Linked DNA regions of Sus scrofa: region 1 is linked to region 2. Evidence: chromatin contacts called from public HiChIP or PLAC-seq data. All regions are on one chromosome and are shown on one strand. Each heading gives the region's core, a stretch centred on a gene start, on an enhancer-like site or on the middle of the called end of the contact. The rest is flanking DNA. Distances are from core to core; before and after follow the strand shown. Region 1 overlaps DOCK9 (dedicator of cytokinesis protein 9). Region 2 overlaps DOCK9 (dedicator of cytokinesis protein 9).

What was found. HiChIP or PLAC-seq counts read pairs in DNA pulled down with a chosen protein or histone mark.
Region 1: a contact with region 2 is called in an H3K27ac HiChIP or PLAC-seq map of skeletal muscle. The contact joins two enhancer-like sites.

What each region holds. Positions count from the first base shown.
Region 1 is chr11:68,026,478-68,032,733 of Sscrofa11.1, forward strand. The region is part of intron 1 of DOCK9 (dedicator of cytokinesis protein 9); the gene reads right to left. Among named protein-coding and RNA genes, the nearest start is that of DOCK9, 23 kb to the right of the region's middle. Within about 2 kb of position 3,749, at least 5 of the 83 cell types and tissues checked have an H3K27ac peak or open chromatin away from gene starts, as enhancers often do. A contact at or near this core is called in skeletal muscle, where this site is marked.
Region 2 is chr11:67,820,987-67,826,859 of Sscrofa11.1, forward strand. DOCK9 (dedicator of cytokinesis protein 9) reads right to left here. Exons shown (of 53, transcript XM_021065834.1): 36 at 1,142-1,208. Among named protein-coding and RNA genes, the nearest start is that of SLC15A1, 130 kb to the left of the region's middle. Within about 2 kb of position 2,560, at least 4 of the 83 cell types and tissues checked have an H3K27ac peak or open chromatin away from gene starts, as enhancers often do. A contact at or near this core is called in skeletal muscle, where this site is marked.

The DNA.
Region 1 (6,256 bases), core at 2,499-4,998, 210 kb after region 2:
CACTGCACAGAGGACTCAAAACCTTAAGGTGAGCATGAGGGATAAGGGAGCGATTATCAAAGGATGGAAAATCCTAGATACCCAGCTGCAGCCCTGCCCTCAGGGCTCCGGGAGACACCGACCTCTTTATCATACACTCCCCTTTTTTACTTAAATTATTTGGACTGATTTCTATGACTTGCAATCAATATTCCACATTTACATAGAATTTCTAGCACTAACCCCAAAGAAGTGCTCCAAAATATGAGCTGATTGGGTGTGAAATCTTCCAGCACAAAACAGATAACCACAGAACAGGGGAGGAAATGATATTTTTAAGTCCTAATTTTAAAACAACTGCCCTGCCACTCAAGTATAGGGAAGTCTTGGCTGAGCTGGTTGACTGGGCTTTCATTTCACCTCTGATTTCTTTTTTAAACCACTGACCCAGGGTCAGTTTTGCACTGAGGGGACTTCCACATCTTGCTACTACACAACATTCCTCCAAATAAAAGAATAATAGCTATGTGAACATTTAAATGCTTCCATAACACTAATGTGCTGCCTTTAATAAAGTAAAAAGTAACTGCAGCTTATAAAATAAAGGTTTAAAGTGCAAATTACAAAAGCGGAACAGAAGTTCCCATCTCGGCTCAGTGGTTAGTGAATCCAACTAGGAACCATAAGGTAATAGGTTCGATCCCTGGCCTCGCTCAGTGAGTTAAGGATCTGGCGTTGCTGTGAGCTGTGGTATAGGTCATAGACACAGCTCGGATCACACATTGCTGTGGCTCTGGGGCAGGCTGGCAGCTACAGCTCCAACTGGACCCCTAGCCTGAGAACCTCCATATGCTGCAGGTGTAGCCCTAGAAAAGACAAAAAAATTTAAAAATTAAAAAAAAAAAGTGGAACAGATTCAAGCTCTTTCAGGAGTTCCCGTTGTGGCTCAGCAGAAATGAATCTGACTAGTATCCATGAGGATGCAGATTCAATCCCTGGCCTTGGTCAGTGGATTAAGGACCCGGGCATTGCCATGATCTATGGTGTAGGCTCAGATCCCACGTTTCTGCGGCTGTGGTGTAGGCCAGCAGCTACAGCTGCAATTCGATCCCTAGCCTGGGAGCCTCCATATGCCGCATGTGCAACCCTAAAAAGCCAAAAAACAAAAGTAAAAAACCCCCACAAAGTTCTTTCAAACAATAACTAAACCCTCCTTAAGGAATAATGGTTTCAAAAATACAGATAAGCAGGGCGTTCTCATCATGGCTCAGGAGTAATGAACCTAATCAGGATCCATGAGGACGTTGGTTCAATCCCTGGCCTCGCTCAGTGGGTTAAGGATCTGGTGTTGCCATGAGCTGTGGTGTGGGTTGCAGACACGGCTTGGATCCCATGTTGCTGTGGCTGTGGCATAGGCCAGCGGCTATAGCTCTGATTTGACCCCTAGCCTGGGAACTTCCATATGCCGTGGGTGCAGCCCAAAAAAGACATACACACACACACACACACACACACACACACACACACACACAAGCAGAGTTGGCTTACAACAGACTGAAAGACCAGCAGGCACTCTGCTTAGACAGTAAACTAATTGGCATGCATTTAACTGAGTTTAAAGATACTACCATTCACATTGATTTTTCTTATACTGATAATACAGTGTAATTTTGTTATGCTGAAAACTGAGATTTAGATTTACAACCCTAAGAATTGCATAACTTGTATTAGACAATATTTTAAAAGGCCAAAGAACGTGCCAAAATCAGGGGCAGGGAGGGTGATTCCAAGTATTTGTACAGTATCTCTCTCAAAACTGTACAAGAACCACATACCAAGAAAAATACGAAAGGCCCCAACCTCAGGAACCCCGGCCTGTGATCCAGCCCTACAGCAGAGCAGTACCTGACATCTTGACACACACTGTGTCAGGAGCCATGGAAGAGAGCGACGGCTCTACTGGGCCAAGCGAAAAGCCAGACAGGACATCTGCCTGTGTCAGCGACCCCAGGACCCTCTGCCCCAAGGCTGCATCTTCCCTCCCCTGCCCAGCTCTGTGTGCCCTGTAGGCCAGGGCAGCTCACCAAGGGTTCCTTCCCCGAAAGCATCCTGGGTCAAACACAGCCAGCAGAGGCCATGGAGTGCTTACTGTGCTCCGACAAGGCCACGCTGGGGAATGGCGCAGAGTCAAGGAAAGCATGCTGGGTGGCACTGCCCATCAGCACAGACGCTACCCCTGGCAGGAACCCTGGGCCACACGTGGAGCCCCACGCCAGCCCCGCTCTGGGCACATGTCTGCACCATGCGTCGCCCTTACCAAGTCACCACTCTCTCGGTAAATCCAATGCACACTTTGCATCTGTCACCTTACCAGACCTCTCAGAAGCTTGCAACACTTTCTTACTTTGAAACACTCCTCCCTTGGCCTCTCCACACCTCACTCTCCTGGATGCCTCGTCTCTCTCAGGGTCCAGATCTCTGGGAGGTCTGCTCTTCCATTACTGAACTGTAAAGGGTGATGGAACAGCTTCTCGTCCCCTCCCCTGCTCTCCACAGGGAATCACACCCACTCCTGTGGTGCCAAGGCACGTCCACAGGAGGCCTTGAATGAGGGCGAGAGTCTGACTTCATGCATATGAAGCGAAGCCCGGGAATTTGCATTTTTGGCCTCTCCCAAGACCAGGGGTAGAACCCACACCACAGCAGTGACATTGCCCACTAAGCCACCAGGGAATTCCAAGAATATGCATTTTTAACAAGCCCCTTGAGGTTTTGGATTCCTGAACTTTGCGTCAACCACCTACTCAACACCTCTATGTGCCTGGCTCAGGACATCTCAGTGGGGCCAGCTGTGGGCCACCGAGGTCACCTTTCTTCCCTGTTTGCCCCCTGTTTCTTCCCTGTTTGCAACCATGGCTCAAGCTGGGCACAGGCACAGACCCCGAATCCTCTCTTCCTCTGTCCCTGAATCGTCTGATCAATCTCCAAACCCTTTTGAGTTTACTGTCTACTTCCTGTCATTCCAGTGCCATTTCCCTCGTTTGGCAAAGCCTCTCCCACGTATGACTCCAACAGCCCCTTAGTCACATCCCTGCCTCTGGTCACGGCCCCTCCAAGCCCCTCTCCTCACTGCAGCCAGAATGAGCTTCAAAAACAAACCCAACCATGGCACCACCCGGCTCGAAATCCTTCAGGGGATCCCAAGCAACCTCAGGATAAAGTTTACACTTTTTTAAACAATGTTTTATTGACATACAATCCACAAACCACAAAATTCATTCAAAGTACATAATTTAGTGATTTTAACAGAGCCACAGGCTTGCAGTCATCACGATGGTCTAATTGTTATTACTTCAAAAGAAACCCCACACCCATCAACAGTCCCTCCATGCCCCTTATCCCAGTCCCGTGAAAACTACTAATCTTCTTTCTGTCTCTGTGGATCTGCCTACTCTGGACATTCTAAGTATGTGACCTTTTAGCTCTGGCGTCTTTCACTTAGCATGTTTCAAAGTTTATCCAAGTTGTGGTTTGTATCAGTATTTCACTCCTTTTTATGTGGCTCAGTAATATTCCATTGCATGAATACACCATATTTTGTTAACACATTCATCACTTAGAGCATCTGGGTTTTCTACTTTTTGGCTGTTGTTACCATGATCATGTGTTGTGATGGTTAATTTTATGTGTCAACTTGACTGGATCATGCGGTGCTCAGATACTTGACTAAATAGTATTTCTGGGTGTGTCTGTGAAGGTGTTTCCGGATAAAATTAGCATCTGAGTCAGTGACCTCAGTAAAGCTGTTTGCCCTTTCCAGTGAGGCTGAGCCTCATCCAATCAAATGAAAAGGTCCAAGAGGCAGAGGAAGAAGCTGGTCCTTCCTGCCTGATTGCTTAAGCTGGGACATCAATCTTCCTCTGCCCTTGGTACTTCTGGTCTCAGGCCTTCAGACTCAGAATGAACTGTACCACTGGCTTTCCTGGTCTCCGGCTTGCAAGCCAGAGACTGTAGGGCTTCTCGGCCTCTATAATTTGGGAGTCAATTCCTTGTAGAGATCCTCTTCCTATACATATATATCTCACTGGTTCTGTTTCTCTGCAGCGTGTTAACTAATACATCCACGTACAAGTTCCTTTTCTTCTCTTTCTTCCTTTTTGCTTTTTCAGGGCCACACCCGCAGCATATGGAGGTTCCCAGGCTAGGGGTCAAATTGGAGCTACAGCATCACCACATCTGAGCCGCATCTGCGACCTACACCACAGCTCACAGCAACACCGGATCCTTAACCTGCTGAGTGAGGCCAGCAATCGAACCCACAACCTCATGGTTCCTAGTCAGATTCGTTTCCGCCACGGGAACTCCACATCCACATTCAAGTTTCTGTGTGGACATCTGTTCTCAATTCGTAGGCATACCTAGAAGTGAAACAGCAGTCATAGAGTAACTCCATATTTAGCTTTTGGAAAAACTGTCCAACTGTTTTCCAAAATGTCCACAGCATTTCACAGTCCCACCAGCAACGTACGAGGGCTTCATTCTGTCCACACCCTCACCAACGTGACAATAACAGACAGGGGCGGTCTCCTGTCTTTACATCCTAGTCATCCTACTGGCGGCGAGGTGGTACCTCATCGTGAGTGTGAAGTACATTCCCCTGATGATTAATGTGGAAGAGATTCACTTGGGTATTTTCTTGAAGGAAATATTTGTTTAGAGTCTTTGCTCATCTTAAACTGGAGCGGTCTTTTACTATTGAATTGTAAGAGGTCTTCATACATTTTAAATGCAAGTCCCTTTGCTCACATTCAGTGGGTTATCTTTTCACTTTCTTCATAAACATGAAACACAAGTTTTCATTTTGATAATACCCAATTTCTTTTGTCTTTTTTTTCCTTTTTACAGCTGCACCTGTGGAATACGGAAGTTCCTAGGGTAGAAGCGGAGCTGCAGCTGAGGCCTACACCATAGCCTCAGCAACACCGAATCCAACCTACACCACAGCTTGTGGCAACGCCAAATCAAACCCGCATCCTCCCAGAGACAATGTCAGGTCCTTAACCCACTGAGCCACAATTTTTTCTTTTGTTGCTAGAGATTTTGCGTCATATCTAAGAAACCGCTGCCTAATCCAAAGTCATAAAGATTTTTATATCTATGTTCTTTTTTAAAGAGTTTTATAGTTTTAGGTCTTGCATTTAGGTCTGGGATCAATTTTGAGTTATTTTTTACATATAGTGTACAAGGATCCAACTTCAGTCTTTTGCATATGGATATCCAGTTCCAGCACTATTCGTTGAAAAGGTTATTCTATCTCCATTGAATAGTCTTGGCACACTCGTCAAAAATCAATTGACTGTAAATGCATGGATTTGTTTCCGGATTCTCAATTCTAGTCCATTGATATAGACATCTATCCTCACGCCCGTGTCCCACTACTTTGACTACTGTAGCTCTGCAGTAAGTTTTGAAATCGGGACATGTTAAGTCCTCCAACTTTGTTCTTTTTTCACGAATGTTTTCGCTAGTCTGGGTTTCTTGCATTTCCATATGAACTTTAGGATTAGCTTGCCAATATCTGCCCCAAAAAAGGCAGCTAGGATTTTAATAGAAATTGTGTTAAATCTGTAGAGAGATTTGGGGAGTACTGCCGTCTTAACAATACTAAGTTTTCCAATCCATGAGCATTGGATGTCTGGCATTTATTCAGTGTTCTTTACTTTCTTTTAACAATTTTGTTAGATAAATCTTACACTTCGTTTGTTAAATTCAGTTCTAAGTATTTATCTTCTTGATACTACTGTAATTGGAACTGTTTTCTTAATTTCATTTTCTATTTGTTCATTGCTAGTAAAGAGAAACACAACTGATTTTTTTAGATAGCTCCTCTGTCACATATCACACATCTTTGCAGAACTCCTAAATTTATACTTCTTAACATGCCCGAGAAGGCCCTTCATATTGGTCCCCAGCTTACGTCTTCAAAGTTCTCTCTCATCCTTCTCATTTGGGATCGCAGACTTTAGCCATCTGAACCAGCTTTTAGTTACTGGATGATTCCTTGCTTTTTCTTGACTCCAGGCCTTTGCACATCCTGGTTCCCATGGTTAAAACAGAATATCCCCCTTGACCTGCCTCACTTCTTTTTATCATTCAAATCTCCACCCAGATGTCACTCCCTTTGGTCCAGAACAGGTCCCTCTCCCGTGTTATCACAAGACACCTTACATGTCTTTTTGGAGTTCTTACCCCACCATGTTGGAACTGTCTGATTACC
Region 2 (5,873 bases), core at 1,310-3,809:
AGTAACGTGTTTGAATGTGGGGTGCTGCTTGAGACCATGTTGGGGTGTTACAGAATATACTCTCTAGGTAAACATCTTAAAAATCCAAAAAAAAAAATTTCTGGGAGTTCCCGTCGTGGCGCAGTGGTTGACGAATCCGACTAGGAACCATGAGGTGGCAGGTTTGGTCCCTGCCCTCGCTCAGTGGGTTAACGATCCGGCGTTGCCGTGAGCTGTGGTGTAGGTTGCAGACGCGGCTCGGATCCCGCGTTGCTGTGGCTCTGGCGTAGGCTGGTGGCTACAACTCCGATTCGACCCCTAGCCTGGGAACCTCCATATGCCGAGGGAGCGGCCCTAGAAATGGCAAAAAGACCAAAAAAAAAATTTCTGGATTTGGAAAATCACCCGCCCCATCACTTTTGGACAAGGGGTTATAGATTCCATGTTTTTTAAAAGTAAAAAGCTTAAATGAAAACAGAAACCAAAGAGATAAAATAATATAGACCATATTTAAGATTTCTTTTTTTACTTATTATATATTTTTATTTTTAAAAATGTGTTTTTTGCTTTTATGGCTGCGCCTGTGGCATATGTAAGTTCCCGGGCTAGGGGTCAAATTGGAGCTGCAGCTGCCAGGCTACACCACAGCCACAGCAATACCGGATCCAAGCTGCATCTGCGAGCTATGCTGCAGCTCATAGCAACACCGGATCCTTAACCCACTGAGCAAGGCCAGGGATCGAAAGGCATCCTCACAGAGAAAACTTCAGGGCCTTGACCTGCTGAGCCACATGGGGAACTCCCTATATTTTTACATTAAGAAATTTTTCTGTCTCAGTTTCTGCATCTGCTTGAGTTAAGTTAGATTCAACTTAGATATGCAGCATCCACACAATTCAGCTACTAAATTTTGTGTTATTTTATTAAAATCGCTTATACACCTAAGTTGTAATCTCTCCTCTATAACAGTCCCATTTCTAGTAATGTAAGGCTGGCCATGAGCCCCTGAGAGTGGGTGCTGGGGTCAGGGCCAAGAGAAAGAGCTATAGGAGTAAGCACAGGGGTGAAACACTGCATTTCTGGTTCAGCTGCATAGCATTCTTCACGCCTCTGAATTAGCCAGGAAAATCAAGGGTCAACGAGCAAAGACAAAACTACTCACTCTGATATTGTAAAAAAATCCATCAGCTCAGATGTTGAGGCCTTGTTCCAATACGTAAACAAAGCATCTAGAAAGTAAACATTTATTTGGTCAGGATCACGATGTGTCTTTTGTACAAGATGAGAAGGGACCTCGACGTGTAGGCCTCCAAACCCTCTCCCGCCTCCTTGCATAGTTGCCCAAAGGACAAACCGCAGGGACCTGTCTGTACTGGATAATGCACCCAACAGGCTTTGTCAATGGAAAGGAAGCCCTTGGACTTCAATTTTATCAGACCTACATGGTGTATATTTAACATGTATATATACTGTGCTCCTAAATGGACTAGAAAACCCAAAGCATACAAGTGGGTATAGAGTCTAAAGTTATGCTCCCTCTTCACCCACTACTGAATCCCTCCCCAGGAGAGAATCTGTTGAAAATTCTTACATGGATATAAGGACCCCCTTCCCAACACACACACACACACACACACACACAGAGAGAGAGAGAGAGAGAGAAGCATGCATCCCACACACACTGTTCTGCCCTCTTAGGTGTGTGTTTGTTTTTGGCAGTGGTAAACAGCGGCTTGATGTGGGACCTCCGTTCCTAGGTAAGGAACTGAACCTAGGCCATAGGGACGAAAGCATCAAGTCCTCACCACTGGGCCACCAGGGAACTCCCTGCTCTTTGAGTTTTAATTCAGCGATATACTTTGGCTCTATCTCAGGCTTTTCCAGGCTGCAAAACATTCCTCTCTCTGGAGGAACTGTAACCAGGTTAACAAGTTCCCCTCCTAACAGAGAGTTCCCTGTCCTTCCCCCTAACCCGTTGCTATTATAAACCATGCTTTGGTGACTTTTACATGGGTCTTTGCACATTCATCCAACATCTGTAGGACAAATTGTTCTAAGTGCACTAGCTTTGTTAATGGTATGGACATTAAAAATTGGACAGATATTGCCAAACAGGCTTTCAAACAAGCAGCGTAGGAGAGTTCCTACTTCCTAGCATGACAGTACCGTAAGCCCGTGACTAAGAACCAACTGGGCACATTTTCAGTTAAGGTAAATCCTACAAATTCATTTACAGGAAGCGTCTCTGTGCATGACCCTGAACTGCTCAGCGTTGCACAAAGGGTGTTATCATTTGATAGTTAAACATTTTTGCATTCTTATATTTTATACCAGAGTTAAGAAATGTGTTAAAAGATTTTTCTCAAGGAAAAAGCTACTGAGTCTTTGGGGCCTGAGATGAGTGAGAAGGTGGCTGCAGAGGGGCTGGTGGCTCACGGACTTTTATTCTACGCTTCTCAAGGGCAGTGACAGGCAGGAGAAGCTGTGGGATACACGCCAAGTATCTTTAGGCACCAGGCACTGTGATTTCACACATACACTGTCATCGAGTCCTCGCCATGGTCTGAGGCGGAGCTCAGTTACAGCTGAACTGACGATGGTTCAGAGAAGCGAGGTAACTCTCCTGGTTCCTAGAGAAGGCTGGTGGAATAGGGATTTAAATCCAGCGCACCTGATTCTGAAAGCCACGTCTGGCCTCTTAACCAGGGGGTGGGGCAGGGAGCTTCCATCTCTTGGAGGGTTTGAATTTAGAATCCAGAGGGATAGACTGTGGCTACTTGAGGCTGGTCATGCTGGTGTGGTGGGAAGCCAGGAGTCCCTGGATGCTGAGGGCCAATGTGCAGAAACCTGGGCCACCCCAGCACGTGGCAGACAGACCTGCCAGCCGGTGGCAGCATCACAGCCTTTCCATGCTCTGTGCTCTGGCTGCTGGGTGGGGAGGGGGTTAACTGCCATGAAGAGCAGAGGAGTCACAAGAAGATGCAGACAGCAAGGGGTCCTGCGTGTAGCTGCTCTCGGAGTGTGGGATAAAGGAAAGAGGAGCTACAGAGTTAATTCCGCAACTGACCTTGGTTGTCTGCTGCGGGGAGCCGAGAAAATGCAGGGACTCGAGGAAGGGACCTTGCCTGATGGCAAAAAAAAACCCGAAGGCAGGTTCCTAACCAAGGAAGGGAGCTCACCTGAACGGTACAAGCCGGAGGTGGGTTTCTGGTCAGGATAAAAGCCTGCCTGTAGGGTACAAAACCGAGGGCAGGCTGAAGCCTGCCTGTATGGTGAAAAACCGAGGGCAGGCCTCAGATTACACGGCTCTCTTGTTGATGTTGATGGGGAAGAATTGGGGCTTTCCCGGGAAAACAATTTCCATGTTTGCACCGGAGAACATGGACTGTTTCCCAGGTGACCTAGTCTTTCCTGTTGTTTTACTTGTTATTCAGTTTTTCCTCAGTCTTTCCTGTTATCTGCTTATTATTTTTATTTTCCATTCTTATTCTCCTGTGGTGATTTGTGATTTAACAAAATTACAACAATAATATAAAAATTTCATCCTGATGGACTTTCCCCTATTCAAATCCAATTTAATTAAAAACATAGTGTTCATTTACTAACTGGTAAGCTTTAGAAGTTGGAATGTACTACAGATTTAGATAAAGCTAGACTTATATTATTCATGGTCAAAGAAACCTAGCTATGAGAGTCATCCTTGATTTTAGAAACTTTTAAGCGACAGCTAACTGAAGTTGGTTTTCTCATACTGTCCTCCCACCATGACGCTCTGAAGCTCAGCACTAATCTAAAAACAAGACTTGGAAATGCCAGATCCTTATGTCTGTAGCCTTTTAGGAAACATAATCTGGGAGTTAATTTTTAGAACTTGACCTTCGGGTGTACTTTTAACATGGTGGTGTAACTGAAAACTGTCTTATAAAACAATCATCTATGCCAATAAAATTTGAGCAGTCCAGCGCCCTGAAAGAAGGGACAAAGAGACTGTCTCCGTGTGCAATTGCTGACGCCGTCCCTCCCTAACGGGGTGTGCACTCCCTGGCCTCTGGAGCTGGACTCCGGCCGTCTGTCTGGTAAATTACACTAAGGGCAATTTCTCCCCTACCCCAGAGCATACACAAAAATCAACGTGTGGTAGATAGTAGGATTGAAATGTGACAATTTAAATAATATAGCTTTTAAAGAAAATATTGGGAAATACCTTCACAAGCCTGGGGGTAGGTCAAGATTTCTTAGATGGGACACACACAAAAAGTCTAATTATAAAGAGAAAAAATTATAACTTGACAGTAGCTTAAAAAAAAAAAGGACATTCTAAAACCGTTTTGAGGAAGTCGTTTCATTTTTAAAATATGTGCCTGGCTTTCCAAAGGGCTGCTATAAAAGGTAATGTTCACTTCGGTGTAAAATTTCTAGTATATTTGTTTTTTTTGTTTTATTGGCTATGCCCGTGGCATGCGGAAGTTTCCAGGTCAGGGACTGAACTCAAGCCTCAGCAGCGACTCAGGCTGCTGCAGTGACAACACCTAATCCTTAACCTGCTGAGCCACAAGGGAACTCCTAGTTTACTTGTTTTTAAAAAAGTTATGTTCTAGTTATTGATCATATTTAATAACTGAAATGTAAAACATTTTAAAGAAAACTTTCAACAAAGGAAAAGCAGGATTATAATACTGGCTAAAAGAGGTTAAAATTTAGAACTTTTGACAATGGGACGAATTTCAACTTTACAACTGAAATGTTAGAATAAGAGCTTGGTATTTTTGTATTTGGTCATCATTCACATACACACAAAATCTTGTCCTTTTTCAAAAAATGGCTATTTTAAAGTCACATATTGACAGAGGAATTCAATATCCCAGTCTAGAAGCATTTAAGGGCAAGTATGAACCTCCATAGGTTCAGCTATAGGTCAGTCTCCTAGCGCTGCTCAAGTGGAAGTTGGATAGAAAAGACAGGCTCTCTACAGGCAGAAGCACCTTCCTCTGGATGCTCGACAACAGCAACCACTGCCACCAGACAAGGGGTCCTGAGGTCTCGGAAAACAGCATTTTACTATCAAAAGAGTTTATCTTCTCTCGTTATCCGAATGAAGCTCCCAATACACTTTCTAAGTTGTTAGAGGGGAAACAAGAAGACTTTGGACCAAGGCAAGAACTGTGACATTGGACCGTGGCACAGTTTCGTGCGACTGGTTACGTCACACGATCAGAGTCGACACTGTCCCTGCCATGGATGTCAACAAGCTTTACAGAGTACTGATAATGCAGTCATGGCTGTGGTCATTTCTGTTTTAAAATGTGGTTGTCAAACTCTTAATTGGAAACTTAATCTACCAGGATACCACTTTTTCCAAGAGAAAACTAAAGACCCTTGGCTTTGAGATAATCCAGGAATGTCACACACACTAAATGGAAGAGATGCTCAAGTCTCCAACACTGCATTCTCCACCTCAAGACTGGCTAGTAACATTATGCAAGATGCCAGTAAATTTGTTCGGACAAATGAAATTGAAAAAAAAAAAAAAAAAAAAAAAGCCATTTCATTTATCTGCTTCTATCTCCTGTAGTGAAGATGTAGGCCTGAATTTAATATAAATTTTTAAAACAGGCCATTCACATTTTAGAACTCATTTTCTAGAATATGATGATTAATAAAAATAAATCTCCAAATTAAGACTTTTATGTTTAGTAAATTAACAGGTATTTCAAACAAGAGCGTATTTAAATCCTTAAATCCTTGCAACCAACTACAATTTTTTTGGTGGGGGGAGCCTATGCCTGCAGTATGCAAAAGTTCCCAGGCCAGGGATCAAACCTAAGCCACAGCAGTGACAATGCCAGATCCTTTGCTGCTAGGCCTCTAACCAATTACAATTAAAAACAAACAAA